2 separate regions of the Arachis hypogaea genome follow, and region 2 is linked to region 1. A link is a contact called in public Hi-C data. All regions are on one chromosome and are shown on one strand. Each heading gives the region's core, a stretch centred on a gene start, on an enhancer-like site or on the middle of the called end of the contact. The rest is flanking DNA. Distances are from core to core; before and after follow the strand shown. Region 1 holds the start of LOC112747687. Region 2 holds the start of LOC114925594 (RING-H2 finger protein ATL33-like).

Region 1 (5,683 bases), core at 2,288-4,787:
GTTCATATGTGTGGAACACTATGCCCATTTACACATCAACTACTTGAATAGAACATTGATGCTTAAATTGTGTCCACTAATAGGACATGAAATATGAGTTCACACCTCCAAGAAAAGCTAGCGTACACATACACATTGTTAGTTTCTAAGGCAAAAAATGCAATAAGAAAAGCTATCTAAAATACAATTGGGTATGTGACATTATTTCTTCAATTATATAACTATTTGCTTGTTTGCTTCTTGGTTATTGTAACAGTCTCTTCCTAATTATATGGCTTAAGTGTTATTGAACTAAATATGTAATGCTCACAAGTTTGTAAGCCATAGATTGTTACTATGTGTGTATCTAAGCCTACAAGGTGTAAATACATTCAACAACAGTTGTGACATACTCTTCCTAACAAAAGTAATCAAACTGACATGAAAAGTTCAAAAAATTTGGATTATAGTACTAACCAGGAGCAATGTAGCCATAGGAACCAGCCAATGTACTAGAAGATCGTGCGAAATCGCCATCATCCACAAGCTTGGCGAGTCCAAAATCAGCTATATATGGTTCAAATTCAGGGCCTATGAGGATATTATTGGCCTTGATGTCCCTATGAACAATGGGAGGAACACAATCATGATGCAAGTAAGCCAAGCCCTGCGCCGCGCCAAGTATAATCCGGTATCTGATATCCCATTCCAGGCAGTTACTTCTTTCATGGAGTAGATTTCCAAGACTCCCATTAGGCATATAGTCATACATGAGCAATCTTGTGTTTCTGTTCCAGCTGCAGCCCAAGAACCTCACTATGTTCTTGTGGCGAATCGAGCCGAGTGTCTTCACCTCGGCCGAGAAGGAATCGCGAACTCCACAGTTACTCGCCGGCTTGTCACTTTGGCAGTCATATCTTGAAGCCATTGTCGTTGGCCAGAGCTTCTTCACAGCGATGACATCGCCGTTTTCCATTTCGGCTTTGTAAACAACTCCTGAACATCCCTTTCCAATTATGTTGGACTCTACCAAACACTTCAAGACTTGATCAACCGAGAAATTGAGCTTTTGGAACGGCGTAAAGTGCCACGGCAACGAGTTTCCTCCAATCTCAGAATCATTGCCATCTTGAGCAACTTTCCTCGCTCGAATGATTGTCGCGATTCCAAATATTGCCAATGCAACAATCAAAGCGCTTAGAAGTCCGATTGCGAGTTTGATTCTCTGTGACCTCTTGGAATTAGTACTATGCAGCATTGTTGTCATTGCAGCATTACTGATGAAGCAAGAATCATGGCCGTTGGGACACAAGCCTTGATTCCCTTCGAAATCCGTCGGCAATAACTGGCGGAATAGCTTGCTGTCCGGTAAATAACCGGAGAATTTATTGTATGAGATATTCATAGAAACAAGATTTTGAAGCCCTGCAAATGCTAACAAGTCTCCTTCAAGCAAATTATGCGAAATGTCCAAAATAGACAACTTATTCAAAGCCGAAATCTGAGGCGGAACTATTCCAGACAATGCATTGTGACTCAAGTTAAGAGCAATGTCTAGCGCTTCGATTTCGAATAGTTCTTCTGGTATGCTTCCTGAGAATTTATTGCTGCTAAGGTCTAAAAGCTGAAGACCAGAACACCGTCCAATCGAAGAGGGAATCGATCCGGAGAACGAATTTTGCCTAACAATGATTCTAAGCAGAGAAGCCAGTTCGCCAATGTTCATCAAAAACTCGCCGGAGAAATTGTTCATCGAGACATCCATGACTTCAATCCTTGTAAGAGAGGATAAAGAACTCGGCAAAGCGCCGGAAAGCGAGTTATTGCTAAGGTTGAGCATTTGAAGTTCCTTGCAGTTACCGATATTCTCTGGTACTAACCCTGTAAGATGATTTTCAGAGAGATCAAGGAAGCTGAGGTTGTTAAGGAATCCAATTTCACTTGGAAGCTGGCCTGTGATTCTGTTTTTAACGAGCCGGAGGCGAACAAGGGAGCTGCAGTTACCAATCTCTGCTGGAATTTGGCCGGAGATTTGGTTCGAGATAAGGAGAAGCTTTGTTAAGTTCTGAAGCTGAAACAAACTTGGAGGTAATCCACCAGTGAGTGAATTGTATGATAAATCCAAAGCTTGAAGGCTTCTACAACCGCCTAACGCCAAAGGAATCGCTCCTTCGAGCTTGTTCTGCCATGCAAAAAAAACTTCAAGCATCTCTAGTTTTCCGATCTCCGGTGGAATTGAACCGGAAATCTCATTTGTATCTAACTGCAACTGAACAAGGTTCGTCAAGTTTGAAAGGACTTCAGGAATTGAACCTGAAATGTTGTTGTTACTCAGCATAAGCTCTTCGAGGTTCGAAAGATTCCCCAAACTTCGCGGTATTGTTCCTGAGAGAGAGTTCAAGGAGACATCAAGAATCTTCAAGCTTATGCAGTTTCCAATTTCTTTGGGTATGCTGCCAAAGAAACTGTTCTGCCATAGCAGCATCTTTTCAAGCTTCTGGAGCTTCCCTAACTCCTTCGGAATCGAACCGGAGAGATCGTTCTCATAAAGAAACAAGTTCACAAGCTCAGAACAGTTTCCAATCTCAGCTGGAATCTCACCGGAAAGCATAGTACTATAAATTGAGATAGTTTGAAGCATGGATAGTTTTCCCAACGAAGAAGGTAACGAACCCGAAACCTTGGTATCTGCAAGGCCTAAAACGGTTAGATTATTGCAGTTACCAATAGCTTCTGGAATCTTCCCAACAATGTCCTTGTTCCCTCCAGCTCTTATCGTTTCAAGATTCAAAAGGCTTCCAAGCTCAACTGGAAGCTCGCCGCTGAGGCTATTATCGAAAACATTGAGATTCTTCAGGCTAACACAGTCACCAATCTCCTTTGGGATTGGACCTGTGAGCTGGTTTGAGTTTAAGGTTAAGTTTTGAAGGTTCTTGAGGTTTCCAATGGTCGAAGGAATGGAACCAACAAGAGCATTTGAGCTGAGATCAAGAACAGAAAGCGAAGCGAAGTATCCGATATCCGGGGAGATAGGTCCGGTGAGATTGGCACCGGAGATGACGAGTTTTCGAAGAAAGGGAAGGGAAGAAGAGAGGTTTGAAGGAAAAGGAAGGGCTAACTGTATAGCTTGAATGTTTATCTCTATGACGTGGTTGTCTACGGAGCATTTGACGCAGGACCAGTTGCATGGTGTAGGGTCTCGAAGGTTCCAGTCTGAGAGTGGTGAAGGAGTTTTGGAGGAACCGTTTTTGAGCCATGAAAGCAAAGCTAGAGCTTCATTATTATTATTGTTTGAAGAGGAAGAAGAAAGAGGAGGGTTTGTTAGTGTGAGAAAGAGTAAGAAGAGATGGAGAAGAAGAAGGTGGTTGAGAGATTGCCTCGGCATTTGGTGGTGGTGGCTCAAGGCTTGCCTCGGCATTGGCATTGGCATTGGCATTGACATTTGCCTCAAAACTCCAGCCATGGCAAGTCTCTAGTATTTGCATACTGCGTATATCGCTCGCTCTGTCCTCAAACCTCCTTTTTGGAGAAATTATTGGGACACCACTCTCTTTTTTCGTGTATATATATATATATATATATATATATATAGTTTTAGGGATGAACTAACATGTACTCTAAAGACACATGATAAACTTACTGTAAAATTCTTATAATACTCTTACTCTTTTTTTATTTCAAACCAAATCCTAATCCTCTCATATATACTCTTACTCTTTTTTTTTATTTTAAACCAAATTTTAATTCTCTCCTAACACACACCCCGCTGAAAATGAAAGAAAGAAAAAGAGAAAGGAAAAACACAGAGGGAGAAGAAAGGAAGAAAAAGGAGAGAAGCAGGATGATGCCAATGGGGGCATGCCGTTGTTGTTGTCGTCGCTGTGGCTGTGCATGGAGGACTGTCGCCGTCGCTGAGGGAAGTACGAACAAAGAGAAGAGAACGCGCAGAAGAGAGAGAGGCGCAATGAATAGAGGAGGGAGGTTCCGTCGCCATCACTACCAGAGTCCTAGGCGTCGCCGTCGAAGTCAGCCTTGCAGTCATCGTCGTAGTTGCAGATTTGGAGCTTTGAAGAGAGAGAAAAGAGTTTGCGGAGAGAGAGAAACGCCAAGGAGAAAGGACCATCTGCTGCTGCGTTGTTCCTGTTGCCGTTCGGATTTACCTGAACCAAGCCATCGTCCTTGCTGCCGGAGTTGTTGGTGCTACTAGAGCTGAACCGTTCCTGTCACCATTCCGGTCCAGCCTTTTTCCCTGATTCTGCTCTAGCTTTGATGTCCTATTATGCCACCATCTAATATGTCTTGTCCTTGTTTTATTCGATTTTAATTTTGCTCTGTTTTAGATTCCTAGAACTATCGCTAGCTCCATTTTGTCACTACTCCGATCCAAATTATGCGCTCATTCGTTTCCTTCTACTTCAATCCTCCTCACCTTGAATTTGGCACTTCGGTTTCGGTATCTTCGGTCCCTTAGGACCACACGTTGTGAGTACGCTCTACATTTATAACCGTCAATCTTTTGGTTTATGCTATTCTGAAGTTTTAATTATATTTATAAAACCATTGTTGAAGAACTTTAATTTGATTAAAATAATTGATTTATTATAGTTGAATAATTATTTTATGAAGTTCATACCTTAGAAATTTTACATGAGACTATATATATGTTTGATAAAATTTTATATTATTTTAGAATATTTGATTTTACCTTAATATATTTTTTGAAGTATTGAAGTATTTGTTGGCACTCACTTACTTTAAAATTGTGGAATATGTTTCTATAATTAAAAAAGTACGATTGGAAAAAACTTCTAATGAGAAAGTATTATCTGATTTGATTTGATTCGATACCTTATATATTTGAAAGATAAAAGATTTATTGTATTTGAAACTATATGTTTTGAATTGGTTTGGGATGTTCGTATTAGAAAATCGTAGTTAACTGCGATTACGACGTTAATTTAGATGCATCTGATTCAGACACCAGCTAGCAATGATGTTGCTAGCCTAACGTATAGGTCACACGTTAGATCTGTTATTCTGTTAGAACACATAAGAGGAAAGGGCTACCCAGAGAAGTCGAGCCACCCATGTGTTGACTTTTGATTTGATTTCTGTATGAGAGCTCCCTTATTGATTCATTTATTATTATTAACTATTATTTTCTAATTAAAATTACTTTGATAATAATGTTTATATAGTCTCATGTCGATTTTAGATGTATTGTCTAGTTACTGAATTGCAAAACTCACCCTGTTTTTCTAAAAATATTTTTCAAAAATAAATATTTGACTATGTGAGACTTTCTATTCAAGAGTAACGATCTGCAATGAGTACCTATTCTTTGTTGAGTTCCTAGATGTATATGCAAGTAATAGTAAGCAGGATCCAACCATTCGTAATTATTTTATTTTTTTGTTAAAAATATATAACTATTTATTTTAGAACTTGTAAAATATTTGTAACTTTCTTATTCACCTTATATTTGATTATGTTAGGCTTGCTATGTGATTATTTTCCTGAGCGCCGATCATGGCTCATTTTGGGTTGTGACACTTACCATTAGTAGAAGGTTTTAAAATTTTTTATTTAATAAATACAAAACAAATACATTAAAAATTTAAATTTTTTATATTTCCAATAAAAAAATTTTAATTTATAATTTTAACCTATGTCTTTAGGATACATGATAGATAAAAAAGTTGGT
Region 2 (5,683 bases), core at 1,100-3,599, 420 kb before region 1:
TCTTTGTTGCATCGAAACTTGGCCCTGGTTGGTGGTAGAGACATTCGTCTTTCAAAATTTGTTCTGCTAAAGGAGGATATTCTTGGTTATTTGGTCGAGATAATTCATGTGATTTATCGATAAATTAGAACTGAGTGTGGAAACTGAGAATTTCAGGAAAAATTCACCTCGTTTGGTTGACCATTTTCCCCAAGCATTGCAAACAACTATTTTTAGATTTCAATTATGTCTCGCTCCCATAGATTCTTTTCAAAGATGTTAGCATCGATTGGAAACAATTTTTCACTGTCTTCAGGATTGTAATCGAACCTGTGATGTATGGAGTCAATTGGGAGTTCTAACATTTCCTTCTTTCAAAACTATCACTCATTTTTCGTTGGTTCCAATGGAACTGAGAGTATGCGTCAATTCACTTTCCTTGTAGGCCTTTGGAGCATTTGGCTAGATTGGAATGATTTAGTTAACGATAGAAACTATATCTTCTGTCATAAAAGATGTTTATCGTTCTCGTTATTTGGTAACAGAATTTATATCGGCTGCTTTACTGTCATGTCTTGTTTTGTGTCCAACTCCTTTATCTATATGTGGACACATTCTCAAGTTAGGTTTGTCAAATTAAATTTTGATAGGAACTTTTTTGAAGATGTTGCAAGAGCTAGATTTTGATGTTTAATTAGAGGGTGTTCTAGTCAAGTTTCAGAAGTTAATATATTGAGAGCTGAACTTTTTGCTATTTAGTGTGCAGTTCTTTCTAGTTAATAATTGAAAAGTGCCGAAAGATCATACAGAGAAGAAATTTTGAACTAAAGCAACAAGAACATGGGTTGTCCATTTTGTTCTAATTCAAAGGAATACTAATAAAATTGCAGACTTGATAGTAAAACGAGGTGCACAATTAGATTCTGATATGGTTCTATAATTTCAACTATAATGAGTGATTGCGGTTCTTCTAAACCTACTTTTATATAATTTCTTAATTTCTATTTGCTTTGTGTTTCTGTTTTCGTTTCTCTTCCTTTACTTTGTTTAAAAAAAAAAATGCTCAATGCAAGACGAGCATCAGTACGATACTAATACACATGCATACATACAGATATTTTGCTAATTAAATCAATTATTCAATTGCTAAATAAAGTTTATCATTGCTTCGTTGAACTATCAAGTATCAACTATATCATTTATGATTTATCCCTTAGGACATTATATTCATATACAAACTTTTGGACGGTGTGATTTTATATATTTCCCTAACAAACTTTCATCCTTTTCTTTTTTTTTTTTCATTTTTCTTTTTTTTCCTCTATATCCAATTTCAAATTCCACTACACACCTTTAAAATTAAAACTCACAACATTTTCTATATATTAAAGGAATTTTGAAAAATAAAAAAGGCAAGAAAAGAAATTAAATGTTCATACCAAACCGGATGCATCAGGAAGACCTTGATGAAAATCATGATGATCTCTTGCCGGAGCAGATGAACTGGGGCGCTTTCTGCCAGCGCCGGCGACGATGGAGCGGCAAATTGGGCAATTCGTGTGGTTGCTGAGCCACAAGTTGATGCAATCAGCGTGAAACGAATGCTTACAATCGCTAAGTTGCCGGAGTTTCTCGCCGTCGGCGAAAGCCGACAAGCATACCGGACACTCGCCGCCGATCTCCTTCACGTGAGAGTCCTTCTGGTACCGAAATTCAGCAACAGCGGTGGCGATGACGCTGTCCCCGTCGCGGGACTCACTGGAATGCTCGCCGGAATTTCGCTCCGGTTGCCGGCGGCAAGACGGGCAGCCGTAGGCGAAGATAAAGGTGTAGATTACGGCGGGCAGTGTGACCATGGCAACGATGGCGAGGAGGAATTCGAGGGGAGAGAGGTCGAAGGAGCTCGAACCGCCCGGAAAAGGCGGCGGCGGGGTATTAAGGATCGCAATTTGAGCGGGGGAGAGCGGAGGAGCATAGAAAACAAGCTGCGATGATGGTGGTGGTGGCGACAGCGACGGTGATGGAGTGTGAGTGATGGTGGTGGTGGTTCGCTTGTCCATGATTGGGGTTCAAGAAGATAAGTGAGCAGTAGTGTGACTAATAATAGTAAGAATTATTATTATGTGGTTATGCTTTAGGTTGTGTTTGGTTTTGATTGTTACTTATTTATTTATTTATTTAGGTTTTGGTCTTCCTGTGATAATTTTTGAGTAAAAAGTGGTTGGGAATTGGAGAAGTTTGTCTACTTCATTTGTTAGGGTGATGACAGTGATAGCTCTTTGTGGATGGCGGTGTTTGTTTCTTAGGAGTGTATTTTTTTAGTGTCCAATAATTGATTAGGGTGATGTATGTGGAGTAAATGAATTTCTTTTGTGACTGAGGTATCTTCTCCTTCAAATTGTATCATATACGTTGACATTTCACCATTTTAGGACGGAGTAACAGAGGAAGCTATTATTTGTGCAATAAAATTAAGAAGACAAACAAAATAATTAAAATTATTTTATTTAATATTTATTAATTTATTTTAGTTATCAAATATTTTTATTATTTGTGTAATAATATTATAATAAACAAAAATAACATTTATTTTTCAGACTAAAACCAAATTAATAAATGTTTTTCTTAGGTTATAAGAATATAAAAAGAAATAACTTTAGAGACAAAAGTAAACGTATGTGTATTTAATGTTAGTGTACAGTACTGATTTAATCATCTTAATTTTATGCTCAAACATTTAAAATGTTTTATTTTTATTTAAAATATTTTATTTTATTTTAGGTTTTTAATTAAAATTAAAATTTTTCTTTTAAAATATTCTTTCTTTGATTTTAATTTTTTTATACATAACAACAAAAATCGTAATTATAATAGCCAGTTGTTGCAAAATAACAGAATAATAAGAGAAAAAATATAATAAGAGATGAAAATACTTATTTTTAAAATAAAAACTTTAATTTTAATTAGAAGATTAAAATAAAATAAAATAAAATATTTAGAATAAAAATAGAATGTTTTGAATATTAGAGACGAAATTAAGATTTAGCCTAAATATTAAGAAATAAAAGAATATTTTATTCTTAATGTCATAAAAAGTTTCAACTGATAAAACTTTTATATTTTTGTATTTTTTATAAATAGTTAGTAGCAAAATTTATTTTATAAAAGTTAAATTTCGAATTTAGTGTTAAGGATTGTTAATAATATAGATTTTACGCTTAAAGTTCTCAAGTCTCAATTTTACTTATGGATAATGGTTGTTTTGGGAGTTACTTGAAACTGGGTCGTATTTAAGCCTAAACGTGAGGTCCAGACTCCTTGTGAGACAGCGCTCGACTTGTCTTGTGTTAAGTGGTCGCCGTCCGAGTTCTTAGTGAGGAGATGGGAGATAGTACCTGCAAGACACTCCAATACTTAAGTTAGCAAGGGTACAAGCAGGTTTATAGTAGATTGGATCTTAAGTATACCTGAGAGGTATCAGTGTATTTATAGGTGATGAGCCAATAACCACCATTGGAGTAGTTTCACCTTTGTCTGCAGGTAATCGTCCCCTTTATTTAGGGGTTGTTAAGATATCTCTTCTAAAAGTGGGTGAGAGATCGTAAGGATTAGGTTTAACTCCTTCAGGAGGGAGTTATCACTTGTTAGCATTCTGTCCAACCTCTTAAGAGGTCGGCTACTTGATAACTCTCTTATGGGCTTTTTCTGTTTTGGGCCTGGCTTAAGTTTTAAGCCAGGGTATGAACAGTGTCCTTGTTTGAGTCCGACCTTTTACTCAGGTCGTACTCAAGCATATGAGAAGTTGGACAGGTGTTGGTAAGTAGGATTATCACGTCGGGATTTTTAGGTCTCTGTCTTCAAGTTGGAAACCCGACGTGATTTTAAAACGTCAACCGTCGCATCTGTTGGGTTTCAATTTTAACATGTTGGGTGCGGTTACATTGGTAACCGTGCACGTCATTGAATGAGGGAGGGGTTTTACATTTTTGCCCCATGGGTCTTATAAATACCTCTCCCTCTTCTCACTCTTCTTTTTTCGTTTCCTCTTATTCTGTCTTAAGCTTTTCTTCTCTCAAGCTTTCTTCTTTTGTTTTCTCTCTACAAAGAACTTCCTTCTTGTGTTTTCTTTCTAGTGCTGAGCGTTTTATCGTGCTGCTCCTTGAGGCGTTAGGATCGTTTGTTTGCTTTTTGCTGTTTGCAGGTGTCCTTCGTTTCTTCCTCCAGGTTGGTTTTGTATCTTTTCTTTTTTTTTCCTGTCTACATTCACTATGTGGTTGGCCTTGTTTTTTTGTGAACTTTTTGTGTATTTTTTAGGACTGAAATCTTGCATAAACGTAAAATCTTGTTTGTTGCTGTTGCTGTTTTTGGATTTGTTGTTTTCGTAGCTTTTTTCCTTTTCGTACTTTCATGGAAGTTGGTTCTTTCGTATTTTTTTTTTGGTTTACTGCACTACTGTGATACTGTAGTTGTTTCCTTTGTGTGTTTTGATGCTCCTAAATAAAATTTTTTGGCTTTGGGAGACAATTTCATTTTTCTTTTTCCAGAGATGCTCCCTCTGTGTTTGCTGTTGATTCTTTTTGTCTGAAAAAAGGCTTTCTGCTTGTTTCTGACTTGTAGTGATGAGTTTCTGACTTATAGTGATAATTTTTGTTTTATAATATAGGTATATCTCTTTTATATGTCTCGTTCAATTGTCTCGAGAATGTCATCCAAGGTACCCAAAGAGTTGTCGAGATGGGTAGATATCTCGGTCCTTTCTGCAGTTCCCGTAGTAGATAACGTGTTTGTAGATGAATTTCGTAGGCACCATAGGGTTTGTAGCTCTAGGGATGGCGAGGAAAAGTAAGAAATAGTAGTCTCCGACCCGGAAGACCGAGTTTTCTTTAACCGAGTTACCATGTCGAAACCCCACTTTCTCTTCATGTATGACTGCCTTTTTACCCGACTTGGGTTGATTTTTCTATTTTTCAATTTTGAAATCGATGTCTTGTCTTTCTGTAAAATGGCTCTCACCCAACTTCACTCGAATTCCTAGGATTTTATGAAAATCTATCAGCTCGTGAGTCGTGAGCTTGATTTTTCGATCTCTTTGAAGATCTTTTTCTTCTTATTTCAGCTCACAAGACCTTTCAGTTCTACCAATAAACAACAATGGGTTTCTTTTCAAGCTATACAAGGTCGGAAGATATTCTCTATTTTCGATAAGTCGTTCCATGATTTCAAAAACTTCTTTTTTCAGGTTCGGGCTGTTGAGGGTCACCATCTATTTTTTCTTAATGAAAAGAATGAACCTCGCTTCCAACTATATTGGGTAGAGTCCACTCCTATCGATAAGTATAACCTAGTAGATTTGGATGAGGTTGAGGAGCCTATTGTAGAGTTCTTCCGAGAGGCTTGGGGACGGACTCCAACCTTGATACGAAGAAGTTTCTTCTTGAAAAGCTGAGTTATGTTCGTACCGAGTTAGGTAGTTATTGCTATTATTGTAAATATTAGTTGTTGTCTCGAGTTGTTTCTAATTCTTGATGTTCTTGTGCTGAAAAAAATTAAGAGTGGTTCAAAGGCATATCAGAAAGTTCAAGAGGTCAAGAGGAATGCTAGAGCTCGAGCTCTCCAGCTTCACGATTCAAGGAGGTCGGATACTCCTTCTCTGATCAAATGAGATTCGGGCACTTCTTCTCAGTCTAAGTTGGTATCAAGTCGT

Evidence for each region. Hi-C and Micro-C count contacts between places; a contact is called where the count stands out from the background.
Region 2: a contact with region 1 is called in a Hi-C map of leaf, with 2.2 times the contacts expected there. The contact joins the promoter of LOC114925594 here to the promoter of LOC112747687 in region 1. A contact is called at or near these places in 2 of 8 Hi-C or Micro-C datasets (leaf and an unstated tissue).

The regions. Positions count from the first base shown.
Region 1 is chr2:70,947,812-70,953,494 of arahy.Tifrunner.gnm2.J5K5, reverse strand. LOC112747687 reads right to left here and starts at 3,537. Exons shown (of 2, transcript XM_025795853.3): 1 at 457-3,537. The coding sequence starts at 3,442.
Region 2 is chr2:71,363,521-71,369,203 of arahy.Tifrunner.gnm2.J5K5, reverse strand. It overlaps LOC114925594 (RING-H2 finger protein ATL33-like), which reads right to left and starts at 2,349. Exons shown (of 3, transcript XM_072218742.1): 1 at 1,419-2,349. The coding sequence starts at 2,039.